Regions from separate parts of the Mus musculus genome. Here all the other regions are linked to region 3. Evidence: chromatin contacts called from public HiChIP or PLAC-seq and promoter capture Hi-C data. All regions are on one chromosome and are shown on one strand. The core of a region is the stretch at or near the end of the contact, and the rest is flanking DNA. Distances in the headings are between cores, read along the strand shown.

The links. Promoter capture Hi-C pulls out the DNA fragments that hold promoters and counts their contacts. HiChIP or PLAC-seq counts read pairs in DNA pulled down with a chosen protein or histone mark.
Region 1: a contact with region 3 is called in a promoter capture Hi-C map of liver, with 3 times the contacts expected there. The contact joins the promoter of Nudc here to the promoter of Snhg3 in region 3. A contact is called at or near these places in 2 of 39 promoter capture datasets (liver and pre-B cells) and 1 of 9 other capture datasets (adipose tissue).
Region 2: a contact with region 3 is called in a promoter capture Hi-C map of hippocampal neurons, with 3 times the contacts expected there. The contact joins the promoter of Nkain1 here to the promoter of Snhg3 in region 3. A contact is called at or near these places in 1 of 39 promoter capture datasets (hippocampal neurons) and 1 of 484 Hi-C or Micro-C datasets (B cells).
Region 4: a contact with region 3 is called in an H3K27ac HiChIP or PLAC-seq map of microglia, with 5 times the contacts expected there. The contact joins the promoter of Gpn2 here to the promoter of Snhg3 in region 3. A contact is called at or near these places in 1 of 39 promoter capture datasets (pre-B cells) and 2 of 115 datasets of contacts at active chromatin or transcription factors (microglia and pancreatic cancer cells).

What each region holds. Positions count from the first base shown.
Region 1 is chr4:133,544,447-133,547,376 of GRCm38.p6, forward strand. Nudc (nudC nuclear distribution protein) reads right to left here and starts at 1,581. Exons shown (of 8, transcript NM_010948.3): 1 at 1,359-1,581. The coding sequence starts at 1,439.
Region 2 is chr4:130,572,434-130,575,485 of GRCm38.p6, forward strand. Nkain1 (Na+/K+ transporting ATPase interacting 1) reads right to left here and starts at 1,603. Exons shown (of 7, transcript NM_025998.4): 1 at 1,396-1,603. The coding sequence starts at 1,449.
Region 3 is chr4:132,352,027-132,355,056 of GRCm38.p6, forward strand. It overlaps Snhg3 (small nucleolar RNA host gene 3), which reads right to left and starts at 1,660. Exons shown (of 3, transcript NR_003270.2): 1 at 1,571-1,660; 2 at 637-672; 3 at 1-217. It overlaps Snora73b (small nucleolar RNA, H/ACA box 73b), which reads right to left and starts at 500; the gene lies at 296-500. Snora73a (small nucleolar RNA, H/ACA box 73a) reads right to left here and starts at 953; the gene lies at 749-953. RefSeq lists a cis regulatory region at 1,399-1,918.
Region 4 is chr4:133,582,599-133,585,764 of GRCm38.p6, forward strand. It overlaps Gpn2 (GPN-loop GTPase 2), which reads left to right and starts at 1,775. Exons shown (of 5, transcript NM_133884.2): 1 at 1,775-2,271. The coding sequence starts at 1,861. Gpatch3 (G patch domain containing 3) reads left to right here. Exons shown (of 7, transcript NM_172876.2): 6 at 384-511; 7 at 1,021-1,644. The coding sequence ends at 1,234.

The DNA of each region.
Region 1 (2,930 bases), core at 331-2,830, 1.2 Mb after region 3:
TGTAATATCTGGGTTTTCTACCTCTACCAGCTCATCTGCTACACACCCACTGTGTGAACTAGGTCTGGCCATTTAACATCACCTATGGGTTATTTGGGGGTTATTATATTTGTGGGTCTTACTATATATCCCTGATTGGCTTAGAAGTTGCTATACAGACCAGGCTAACCTCTAACTTGTAGCAATTTTCCTGCCTCTTCCTCCCCAGTGCTAGGACTCCAGTCACGCACCATCTTATCCTGACCAGCAAGATGAATCACTGGGTAAAATTGACTGCCTCAAAATCCTAGCAACTCAACCCTAAAAACCCAGATACTGGTGGCAGGAATAAACTGGCCCCTTAAAACTGTCCTGTCACAAACACTACTACTACTACTAATAATAATAATAATAATAATAATAATAATAAATTTCTTTGGTTTTGTTTTTTTTCTGAGACAAGGCTTCTCCGTGTAGCCCAAGCTGTACTAGAACCCATTCTGTAGACTAGGCTGGCCTCAAATTCAAAGATCCACCTGCCTCTGGCTCCTGAGTGCTGGGATTAAAGCAACACCCGGCTCCAAATAATTTTTTAAAGCAAGAAACCCTCAACAAATTCCCCAAATGCAAAGCCTAGTCTCTTCCGTGTCTGCATCCCCAGGACCCAGTCTTATTATGTGTCTGGTACACGACAATGACAAGTACTTAGGTGCTAGGCAGGGTGGCCCATATCCAAGTTCCCGCACTCTGAAGACAGAGGAAGAATAACCCTGATTTGGAAGTCACTTGGTCTATATAGCAAGTTCTGCGTAAGCCAGGGATATAGAGCAAGACCCTGACTCAAGAAAAAAAAACAACAGGAACTGATATTCCTAAGCTTCACCTCACAGACGAGGTAACTGAGGATAAACCAGGAGGGAGCTTAACCTACAGGTCTCCGGCTCACTTCCTCAGTCAGTATACTTTCAAGTATAAAGAGACCACGTGCTAACCGCCCCCCCGGGCTCTCACTACCCTACACAGTATTGATAGGCAGGCTCCACTTTGGGTAAGATGCAGATCATATCGAGAAGAGTCGGCCCAGAGATGCTCTAAAGAGTAACCACCATTAGGGATGCTCTACACAGTAACCATTAAAATGAAAGCAGAAACACCCGTGGAGCGCAGAGTGGGTGCGGAAGCTCTGGGGTCACTCTGGGACAACGAAAACTGCTCTTGGGGGCTAAGTGCAGGGCGCTGACGGCGTTGGAGCGAGACTTCACTCGCGGGCTGGGCAGACCGGAAGCTGGGACGCGGGGACCCGGGGACCCGCGCGGCCGGGGTGGGGGAGGTCTCGGCCGACCGCGGAGAAGGGCTGCGGCGCGGGCCACGTCGTTTACCTCCTGCACGCCGCCCTCGTGCTGCTGCGCCATGGCCAGCAGCATGCCGTCGAAGCGCTCCTCCTCCTGCTCCCCTCCCATCGTGCTGCGCCCCGAGCTCCGCACTCGCGTTCTGCGATGCCCGCGCTCCCCACGGTTCGCGCGGGCCCAACGGCTCCCCTCGCTAGCCTTCCGCAGCGGAGCCGGAAACACGCAGGAGCCGCCCGGCCGTGCGGGTTCGCCCTTCCCGGCTTTCTTCCCGCCTCCCCGCCCATCGGTGCCCATTGAGCTCCCGGAACACAACCCGCTTCTCTGGCCATTGGCTAAGCCGAGGAGCAAATCAACAGTCGCGGTCCCAAGGCAGTGGGCGGGGCTCGCTGCCGCAGAGTTTGGCTTGAGTTGCTATGGTCACCAGATACCTGGGAGCTTTCTAGAAAGCTCTGAGCTCACATCTTAATAGGGCTGGAAGTTTTGATCAAGTGATACTGTTAGCCTTCTCCTCCTACAAGCCGCAGTTAAGACTCAGGAAGAAAGCACTCACCAAAGGGTCAACCTACTAGACGTTTAAGAAAAGAGCACAAAACTGTAGTTTGAGTAGAACAGTTTTACAAACTGTTTGCACTAGGATTAATGCTCTTTCATTACTGTCTGAAAATCCTTAGTTTTTCTGTTTTTTTGTTTGTTTGTTTTGTCGTTGCTGTTGACGGCAGAGGTGATGGCTTGTTTTGTTTTGTTGAGACATGCCCCGTGTATCCAAGGCAAAGACAAACTTGTGTTCCTGGCCTGCCTGCCTTCACTTCCAAGCACTGAGATTGCATGCAGGCTTGTATAGCCTGAAGATTCCCCACCGCCGGCGCGTACATTTATTTATTACTTTGTAAACCTGAGAGTGCTATACTGTTACAAGATTATTACATTAACTTTTCCAGAGAGCCTGGCTATCTCACACCTTGGAATAGGAACTCTTAAGGGTTGAACGTCACTCCCAAAGAGCAGGTTCCTTCTATCAGATTGAGGTCTCTGAGAGCTGGTCTGGGTCATCTCCATGTTAGAAGCTGTGCTGATTAATTTTATATCAACTTGACATTAGAGTCAGCAGAGAGGAGGGTGCCACAATTGAGAAAATGCATCCTTAAGATCCTTCTGTAGGCAAACCTGTAGGGTGTTTTCTTAATTAGTGATTGATGGAGAAGGTCAGCCCACAGTGGGTGGGGCTATCTGTGGGCTAGTGGTCTTGAGTTCTATAAGGAAGCAACACCTTCTATGATCTCTGCATCAGCTCCTGCCTCCAGGTTCCTACCCTGTTTGAGTTTCTATTCTTACTTTCTTCAAAGATGGACTAATATGTGGAAATGTAAGCCAAATAAACCTTTTTCTCCCCAATCTGTTTTTGGTCATAGTATTTCATCACAGCAAAAGAAACCCTAGTACAAGCCAGGCAGTGGTGGCAGGTGCCTTTAATCCCAGCACTTGGGAGGCAGAGACAGGTGGATTTCTGAGTTCGAGGCCAGCCTGGTCTACAGAGTGAGTTCCAGGACAGCCAGGGCTATACAGAGAAACCCTGTCTCAAAAAAAAAGAAAAGAAAAAAGAAA
Region 2 (3,052 bases), core at 353-2,852, 1.8 Mb before region 3:
TAACCAGTTCTTCGTTTAGTTTACAAATATTAATGAGGTGTCAAGGGCTGCCCAGCTGCTGGGGTTTTAGCAGGAACAAAATGAGCTGTCTCTGCCCTTTTGGAGTTTCCATCCTACCTGGTGGTGATTAAGCCCCTCTGCCGTCCTTGAGAATGACGCCTGACAGACCAGGTGGCCTTCTGAGGGGCAAAACACCAACACACCAATGTGGGAGGAGAGGAGGTTCTAGCATGGCCCAAGAGGACGATGCTGTGAACAGCAGGCGCCGCAGGGCCGGTGACTCAAGGAAAGGTGAGAGGACAGAGGCCACCAGCACATCTCACTCAAAGCTTCCCACCACCCTGCGCACCTGTGGGGAGGAGCAGGTGCTGGCCGGAAGGCAGATCCAGACCACGGGACCCATAGGAATGAGGCCCCAGGCTCCTCCACAGACCCGATGCTATCAGCAGTTCCTACACAACAGTGTCTTGAGTAGAAGCATAACACAGTTCCAAGGGAGGCAGGAGACCCCCGTCTCTTCTCTATCACCCTCCCAATACATAGGCAAGGACCTCAGCTACTCTTAGCCTCCGGATTCACTCTGTTGCCCTCCAGTTAAAGACCTCATTTTCCCCCAAACTGGGGCCAGCACAGAGCCCCGAGATGCTCTGATTCTTCCCAAGACACTCAAGTGTCCTCATCCAATGGGACCAGGGAACTCTTTACCTGACCCCACCTCACCCGCTGCTGATAGAACAGATGGCTCATGGGACGCTGGAGGACTCGGTGGTCAGACTAAAGAGAACCACAGAGTGAGTCCGGTGCCTGCCAGGTTAGGCTGGCCCGTGATACATCAATTCCTGATCACCCCCCTCAAGGAGGTAGTTCTCCATCCCTGGCCACCCAGTCAGGAGGGTGCTGGGAGGCAGGAAAGCAGCACAAAGGACGGCCGAGGGTTCTCAAAGAGTCTCAGGTCCCACCACCCAAACAAGAAGCAGAAATGGCCAGAGATCTAAAAACATTCCAGAGACATAATACAGGAGCAGAAAGAGACTTTGTGAGAAACGCTCACAGGGGCGGAGCCCAGAGGGATGAGGTACCCACGGAATCAGCGATCTGGAGGGGAACATTCGGGCAGGGACCTCTCCGAGTACACAGACCAGCCTCGGACACACCCCCAGCCCCAAGGGAGCCACAGTCCTGGGGCGCAGCCCCCCAGCGGGAGCCCACGCACCCATTGCGAACCGACGCGTGCAACCCGGGAGCGTTGGACCGTGCGCGCGAGCGCGGGGCTGAGGCGAGGAGCGCACACAAAGGGACAAGCCGGCCCGCGCGGGGCAGACTCCGCCCGGCCACCCCGCACCCCGGGTGGCGCCCACGCACCGCCGCCGCCCCACCCCGCTCCGCGCGGCTCACCAGCTGCAGGCAGCAGAAGGCGACCAGCGTGCAGCGGCCGCTGCACTTGCCCATGGCTCCTCCTCGCGCCGCGCGGGGCCGCGTCGTCTCGATGGCGCCCCGGGGCGGTGGGGCCGGCGACTAGGGCCGGGTCTCCAGAGCCGCGGCCGGCCGGCCGCACCCCAAGTGCATGGTGCGCCCGGTCCGCGCGGGCTCCGCCGCGCCTCCTTTGTCTGCGGCCGGCCGTCGGCACACCTCCCGCCCGCGGCGCCGGCCAGCGCGCAGCGGCCCCCGCAGGCACCGAGCGCGGCGCGGTGCAGCACTGCCCAGCTGGGGCAGCCGCCCGGGCGCTCGGCAGCCGCCGCTTCCCGGCCCACCACGTGGCTCGGCCGCCACCCCGGAGGGAGGCGAGGGAGGGGCGGAAGAGCGAGGGGGCGGGGGAGGGGAGGGGCGTGGAGCGAAGTGGAAGAGTGCGGGTCCTGCGCGCTGGCAGCTCTGGGTCGCGTCCAGACTGCTGTTCCTTAGCCGTGTCACCTTGGGCAGATCACATTACCTCTCTGGACCACCCCCGCCCAGGGGCCTCAGGGGCAAAGTAGGAAAAAAGTCTCTTGGATGCAGTCCTGTAAACCCAACAGTAGCCCTTAGCTTGGCCAGCTGAGGGAGTTGGAGCCACCCTACCCTGGAGTTCCAACTTTGCCCTTTATTTTCATTTGAGTTTTCAGCCCAGCTCGCCAGCCCTCCTGGTTTCCCGGCCACATTTTCTTCTTTCTGTCTTTCCTTCAGAACCTGGTATATCTTGGGTTTATGAAAGCCAGAGTGCGCTTGAAGCGGTCTTCCGTTCTCTTGACTCTTCATAGCTCAGGGACCGGAATAGTCCGGTCCCCAGTTTGGCTTCTCAGAGATCCTCCTGCTTCAGCCTCCCAAATTCCAGATAAACGCGTTTTAAAACACGCAAGACAAGTGGATAGAAAAGCCCTGGATTTGATCCTAGTACTCTCAACAGTGACAAAACAAAAGGCCCCCCAGGTATTCCCAGAATCAACCATCGCACACTAAACACACACACAAGCACATGCACACACGCACACACCACCAAAAAGCAACTGGGATAACAGTGGGGACTCTTCTCAGCCACTGTTAGGGAATGGCAGCTGTGTCCAGCCAGTTTCCATGATTAGCTAGGCTTCCTGGAGTCTGTCCCAGACTCTATACCCAGAGCATAACTTTACGTGGGGACTGGGACCCAGCTTTTATCAAAGTCTCCAAAGAGTCCTGTTTCCCACAAAGGAAGCGCCAGCCCGGTCCCCACTGGATCCCCTGGAGGCTTCGGGTGAGCCCATGTCAGTTCTCTCTTCCATGCTGACAGTGTGCTCAGAAGCCCTCACCGACCCAAGCACTGGACACATGATGCCTCTCTCCTTACAGTGACTGGGTTCTGCTAGGCTCTGACCAGCTCTGCCAGGCTCTTGAATGTCCCAAATGCCACAGACCCAAGGCCTGGCCACCTCACTCCAAGTCTGAGCTACCCTCTGTCCAAGGTCATTTATTTCAATCCTGCCCTACTAAATCCCAGGCTTCCACGCCCTCTGGCCCCTCTCTGCTTTTAGGTTTGTTCTTTATTTATTTATGTTGTATGTCTGTGTTTAGGTTGACACATGCTAGAGCACCCTGTGGCTCT
Region 3 (3,030 bases), core at 410-2,909:
ATGGTCTGGGGGAAACCTGTTGGGACCTCAAAAAATGAGAACCATGGTGAAGGTTCTCAAATCTAGACATAACCTATCAAAAGAAATGTATTTACCAGAGTTAAGTAGGCAGAAAAGCTTGCCCCAGCTTCTAATGGCCGAGGCTGTAACAGACAAAATTTTAGCACGCTGTATATAATAACTATTCAGTAGGTGCCCCCGCTGATTCTCTTCTTTCCTGGAAGAGGGGAAAAAAAAAACAACACAAACATCAGGTTCCTAAAGTTGACATACCAAAAGCCTTAGGAATTTAAATTTTTGTTTCCTGCATGGTTTGTCTCCTCAGTCATGGTCCACGGGACTCTGAGAAGTCGTAGGAATATGCAGGCGCAGACTCGAAAGCCCAGCTTCATCTCCAACGTTGTGGAAAGGGACTGTACATCACCGGGCAATGCCCTAAGCTCCCGTTCGCCACTAGGACAGAGCCCGGGGAGAGTGACCTCCCGGGATATCCACGTTGGAATGTCTGGTTAGCACCCAAACGTTTAGTCAACTTCAACAGGCGACTACACCCCCCCCCCCCACACACACAGTGTATATCACTAATAACGTACACATGGAGCAGAAAGCACTAAGCCAGCCTCAGGGTGAACGTACCTCCATCAACAAAGTACCTGAAATCATTGACCGGGTCTGCAAGAGAAGACTTTAATCAGTAAGTTAAACCCTTAGAGTACTCGGACGCACCCCCAGATTGCATGACTTAAAAAACTGTTTCCTGCATGGTTTGTCTCCTCAGTCATGGTCCACAGGACTCTGAGAAGTCGTAGGAATATGCAGGCGCAGACTCGAAAGCCCAGCTTTATCTCCAACGTTGTGGAAAGGGACTGTACATCACCGGGCAATGCCCTAAGCTCCCGCTCGCCACTAGGACAGAGCCCGGGGAGAGTGACCTCCCGGGATATCCACGTCGGATAGTCATGGTAATGTCTTTTTTTTTGACAAAATGCCACAGGGTCCTTTTGCCAGACCTCCAGCTGGAGGAAAAACCCCAAAAACGCCTGTCTCCAGAGTGCTGTGACTACAGACTTCAGCCACCTTTTCAGATCTTGAAGCAAACAGAACACAACACCCCCATCGGAACCAAACTATCCAGAAATTATCTACCTAAAAAAGGGTCCTCTGAAAAATGGGAGATTAATGAACAAAAAACTGCAGAAATCCCGTTACAAGGTGAAGAGAAAGTATAACTGGGAAGCAAGGCGAAATGATTAAGTTAAAACCGAACGCTGGAAGGCGGCTAACACTTCAAATCACAAGGCAGGAACCAAAGACCCTGTCCTCTTAAAGTGAACATTAAAGGAAAGTGCGTAGACCAACTCAGTCTCCCAGGCAATAATCCTGCGAGCGTTGGGATCCCCGAAAGAAAACGGTTACTGGGCTCGGAGGCGCGTGACCTCACGCCATGCTCGGCTAGTGAGCCCGGCCTCCCACACCGGGTCCGCCCAGCCGCGACCCTGCCTGTCTGCGGAGCCCGTGCGGGACCGCGCGGGCAAACCCTCAGCAGCCGAGAGCAGCGCACTGTACTCACCAAGAACAAGCACACCAAGAGAGCGACGCCTAGAGAGACAGACCCGCGCCGACGCAGCCATATTTATACCTTAAGTAACGCCCGGAAGTCAGGCGTGGTCGACTATGCCTGCGCCTGCGCAGGGTTACGCTCACTTAGAAGCATTGGAAATGCGCTAAGGCTGATGGGATCGAGAACTTTTACCCTACTAAGGTGTTGGCGGTCTTAGCGTGAAATTGTTGAGCTTGTGAGGTTTGTCCTCTCGGCCTGGATACACTGGTATATGCAAAATGAAAAAAAAAAAAAAAGCCTAGAGAAATATTTTCTAGATTCCAGAGTTTGAATCTACTTTGTTTGTGGAAGGAACAGTTGATACAGAACATAGATGCTACAATTAAAAACTTCCCATGGAGGGGGCCTGAGAGGTGGCTTAGTGGTTAAGATTCCTGGTTGAAGGCGGGAGGGTGGCGCACGCCTTTAGTCCTAGCACTCAGGAGGCAGAGGCAGGCGGATTTCTGAATTTAAGGCCAGCCTGGTCTACAGAGTGAGTTCCAGGTCATCCAGGGCCACACAGAGAAACCCTGTCTCGAAAAAACAAAAACAAAACACTAATGCTGTTTCCCAGATTTTTAAGACATGAAATTAAGCCTGATGAATGTTGTTGTGAAATATTTATTTGAAAGAATGGCTGTCTGGGCGTGATGGTGTAGGTTTTTCTGTTTTGTTTTTTGAGTCAGGGTTTCTCTGTATAGCCCTGGCTGTCCTGGAACTCTTTGTACACCAGGCTGGCCTCGAACTCAGAAACCCGCCTGCCTCTGCCTCCAGAGTGCTGGGATCAAAGGCGTGCGTCACCACACCCAGCTCCCATTGAGCCATCTTGTTGGCTCTGCCCTCTCCTTTCTGACATGGTTTTTCAGACCTCAGTCTCTCTCCACGAAAAACAGTGGGCAGTGTGAACCTTCAGAACAACCTTCTGGAGATGTTTTAACCCCAAAGCTGCAGGAACAAGGGGAGACCTAATAATCTGGACCACGGGAACATGGGATCAGAGAAACATCCAACAAAAAGTTCTGACTACTGGTTTCTTTTCACGCTTAGGGAAGGGTAATGTGCCAAGTGCCAAGCAGCAAATGAGTCACTGCTGAGGTGCCCTGGGCAGAAACTGGGCAGCCTGCCAGAGAGGACAGGCAGTACCAGCCACTCTGGTGACACCAGCCTGGTGACACCAACCTGAGGTTCATTCAGCTGTGGGCCATATTGAGTTAATCCTTGTAAGGGACTGTTGAAACTCCTTGTTCTCAAACATATGTAAAAATGGCATTTGTCAGCTGGGCGTGGTGGCACATGCCTTTAATCCCAGCACTCTCGAGGCAGAGGCAGGCAGATTTCTGAGTTCAAAGCCAGCCTGGTCTACAAAGTGAGTGCCAGGACAGCCAGGGCTACACAGAGAAACCCTGTCTCAAAAAAACAAAAACAAAAAC
Region 4 (3,166 bases), core at 525-3,024, 1.2 Mb after region 3:
TGAGTGTGGTTAACCACAATGCCATTCCCTCTTCCTCCATTCCTCCTGCTCCAAGGAGCATGCCCACTCTCCCTTCTTCTTTCCTTCCCTTCCCTTCATTCCTTTTTTTTTTTTTCCGGTTTTTCGAGACAGGGTTTCTCTGTGTAGCCCTGGCTGTCCTGGAAGTCACTTTGTAGACTAGGCTGGCCTTGAACTCAGAAATCCGCCTGCCTTTGCCTCCCAACCATTCCCTCTTCTTCTTACATCCTTTGAGGCAGGGTCTCATATGTAGCCCAGCCTGACCTCGAACTTAAATCTCTGCTCCATCTCCCAAGTGATGGAGCCTGCACCCCTGCCACACTTGAGCCACTTCTTTCTCTGGACTCTCGCTTCTTCCTTTGCAGGGCATCGGCCGGAAGGTGATGGAGCGCCAGGGCTGGGCTGAAGGCCAGGGCCTGGGCAGCAGGTGCTCCGGGGTGCCTGAGGCCCTGGATGGAGATGGCCAGCATCCTAGATGCAAGCGCGGCTTGGGGTGAGTGCACCTGAGGGGCTCCCTAGGCCATTGTCCAGCTGTGCTGCTGTCTGCTTTCCCTCTTGCCATTGTTTTGAGGTGGGTGTGGGCCCCTCTAAATGAACAGCTTCACAGCAGGTGTAGAAATAGATGACACTGTCCTTATTTTCATTTTAAACCCAATCCTACAACTTAAAGGATCACGGGGCCCTCAGGGAAGTCATTTCCTCAAGTCTGGGTTTTGGCTTCATAAGGGAGTCTGTTGTGGAAATGAAAATTCCCAGGTCCCTGATAGTTGACACTCCTCTCCAGAGGCTGGAGAGCAGAATTTGGAGACAATGCTTTGTCTTTGGTGCTGGAGGTGTGGCTCAGGAGTGAGTGTGTCCTTGCCCCGGGTTCTTGTGCTATGAGCATGAGACCGCTCTGATAGAACAAACCAGATATGTAGTAATTACTTCCTGTCTCTTGCTAACCTCTTTACTGGGCTTTGAAGAGAGCAGCCTTCTCACCAAGAGCTCTGTTTTATCCAGATACCATGGAGAGAAGTTACAGCCATTTAGGCAACTGAAGAGGCCCCGTCGAACTGGCTTGGGGCTCATTTCCACCATCTATGATGAGCCTCTGCCCCAAGACCAGGGGGAGACCTTGCTCCGGCGCCAGCCACCCACCAGCATGAAGTTTCGGACAGATATGACTTTTGTGAAGGGTTCTAGCTGTGCCTTGGACAGACCTGAGCCCGAGTGAGCCTATGTCCTTGGTCAGGATCACTCTGCGGCAGGGACTTAGCCCTCTGCCTGGATCTTGCCCTGTGGACCTGAGAAGCAGCCCAGAGCCTGGGAGCAGCCCTGAGCATGCCCAGTTTCTCTACCTCAAAGATGATATCACCAAAAGCCCCTCCGTCTCCTGGGGTGTTTGTGCCTAAAGGCCTTCCCTTGGTCTCCAGGCCCTAGTGCTTGTTTGGGTTTGCCCAGAACAGTGAAGATCTGGACTGCCTGTGGCACCGTCCAGTCGGGTTTGAGGGTTGTCTGAAGAGCTCCGTGAAGCTGGGAAAGGGGACCAGAGAATTGATCCAGAGAGCGTCGCGGTCCCTTACCACGTCTACCCTCTGCCTAGAGACGGATCGGTGCGAGAATAAACCAGTTTACCCGGCATGGAGATCTGCCTTAGTGAAGCCTGGGGAAATCTTAAAACCGGAGGTGTGCGGTTGCGTGACCACAGCCTATGCCGTGGCCGTGTGGGTGGGACTTCCTCTCCAGACAAGTTCCGGCGGAATCCGGAAGTCGGAACTTTTCCCTTCCTTGCCGGGTAGTTTGTTCGTTTTTCTGCTTGAGTTTACTTGGTGAGGCGCCCGTGGGCTGCCAGCTCCACCCATGGCGGGGGCCGCCCCGACTACGGCCTTCGGGCAGGCAGTGATCGGGCCCCCGGGCTCGGGGAAGACCACGTACTGCCTGGGCATGAGTGAGTTCCTGCGCGCTCTGGGGCGGCGCGTGGCGGTGGTGAACCTGGACCCCGCTAACGACGGACTGCCTTACGAGTGTGCGGTGGACGTGGGCGAGCTGGTGGGGCTGGGCGACGTGATGGACGCGCTGCGCCTGGGGCCCAACGGTGGCCTGCTCTACTGCATGGAGTACCTGGAAGCCAACCTGGACTGGCTGCGCGCCAAGCTGGAGCCCCTGCGAGGCCACTACTTTCTCTTCGACTGCCCCGGCCAGGTGGAGCTCTGCACGCACCACACCGCCCTACGCAGCATCTTCTCCCAAATGGCCCAGTGGGACCTCAGGGTGTGTCTCGGGTCGGGCAGAAGGAATCCCTGAGACCGGGAGGCGGATAGGTGCCACGCCCCCAAGTTACATTGGGAGATAGCGGCTGAGTTAAGTTTGAAGCAGAACTAAAGCCTCTGAGATAGAATTTTAGCTCGGCCCCAACTCATTTCATGGTCTTGGAAAGTCCTTTCACTCAGTTTTGTCATCTCTAAAATGAATGTGACAGTTCCCAATTTTAAAAACAGTGGAAGTGACTACACAGAAAGTGGCTTAGTGATTGGTTAGTTGGTGTTCAGAAGTGTGATGAAAGAGTAGAGAGGTAGGTGCAGTGTGATTTGAACCCTTTGTCCACTGCAGGAACTGTGCAAGAGACCTTGGAAGAGGTGTTGGAGATTAGCTCAGTGGTAGAGAACTTGTCTAACAAGCAGAGGCCACAGTCCCTGGGTTTGGTCCCCAGAATAGTAGGAAGGACAAAATGGTAAAATTGCCCCCTATCTTCTTGGAGGAGGACATGATGTTATTAAATTTAAATTAAGTTGCCTGGCGGTGGTGGTGCACGCCTTTAATCCCAGCATTTGGGAGGCAGAGGCAGGCTGATTTCTGAGTTCGAGGCCAGCCTGGTCTACAGAGTGAGTTCTAGGACAGCCAGGACTACACGGAGAAACCCTGTCTTGGAAAAAAAAAATTAAGAACAAGAGGCAGGAAAATATCTCAGGCCTGTAACCCCAGCAATGTGGTGTGGAGGCAGAAAGAGTTCTGGGCCATCAAGCCCTGTCTCAAGCAGGCACATGAACAGGAAATAGAACAGTACTAAGGAAGGAATAGAACAGTACTAAGGAAGGAATAAAACAGTACTAAGGAAGGAATAGAACAGTACTAAGGAAGGAATAGAACAGTACTAAGGAAGGAATAG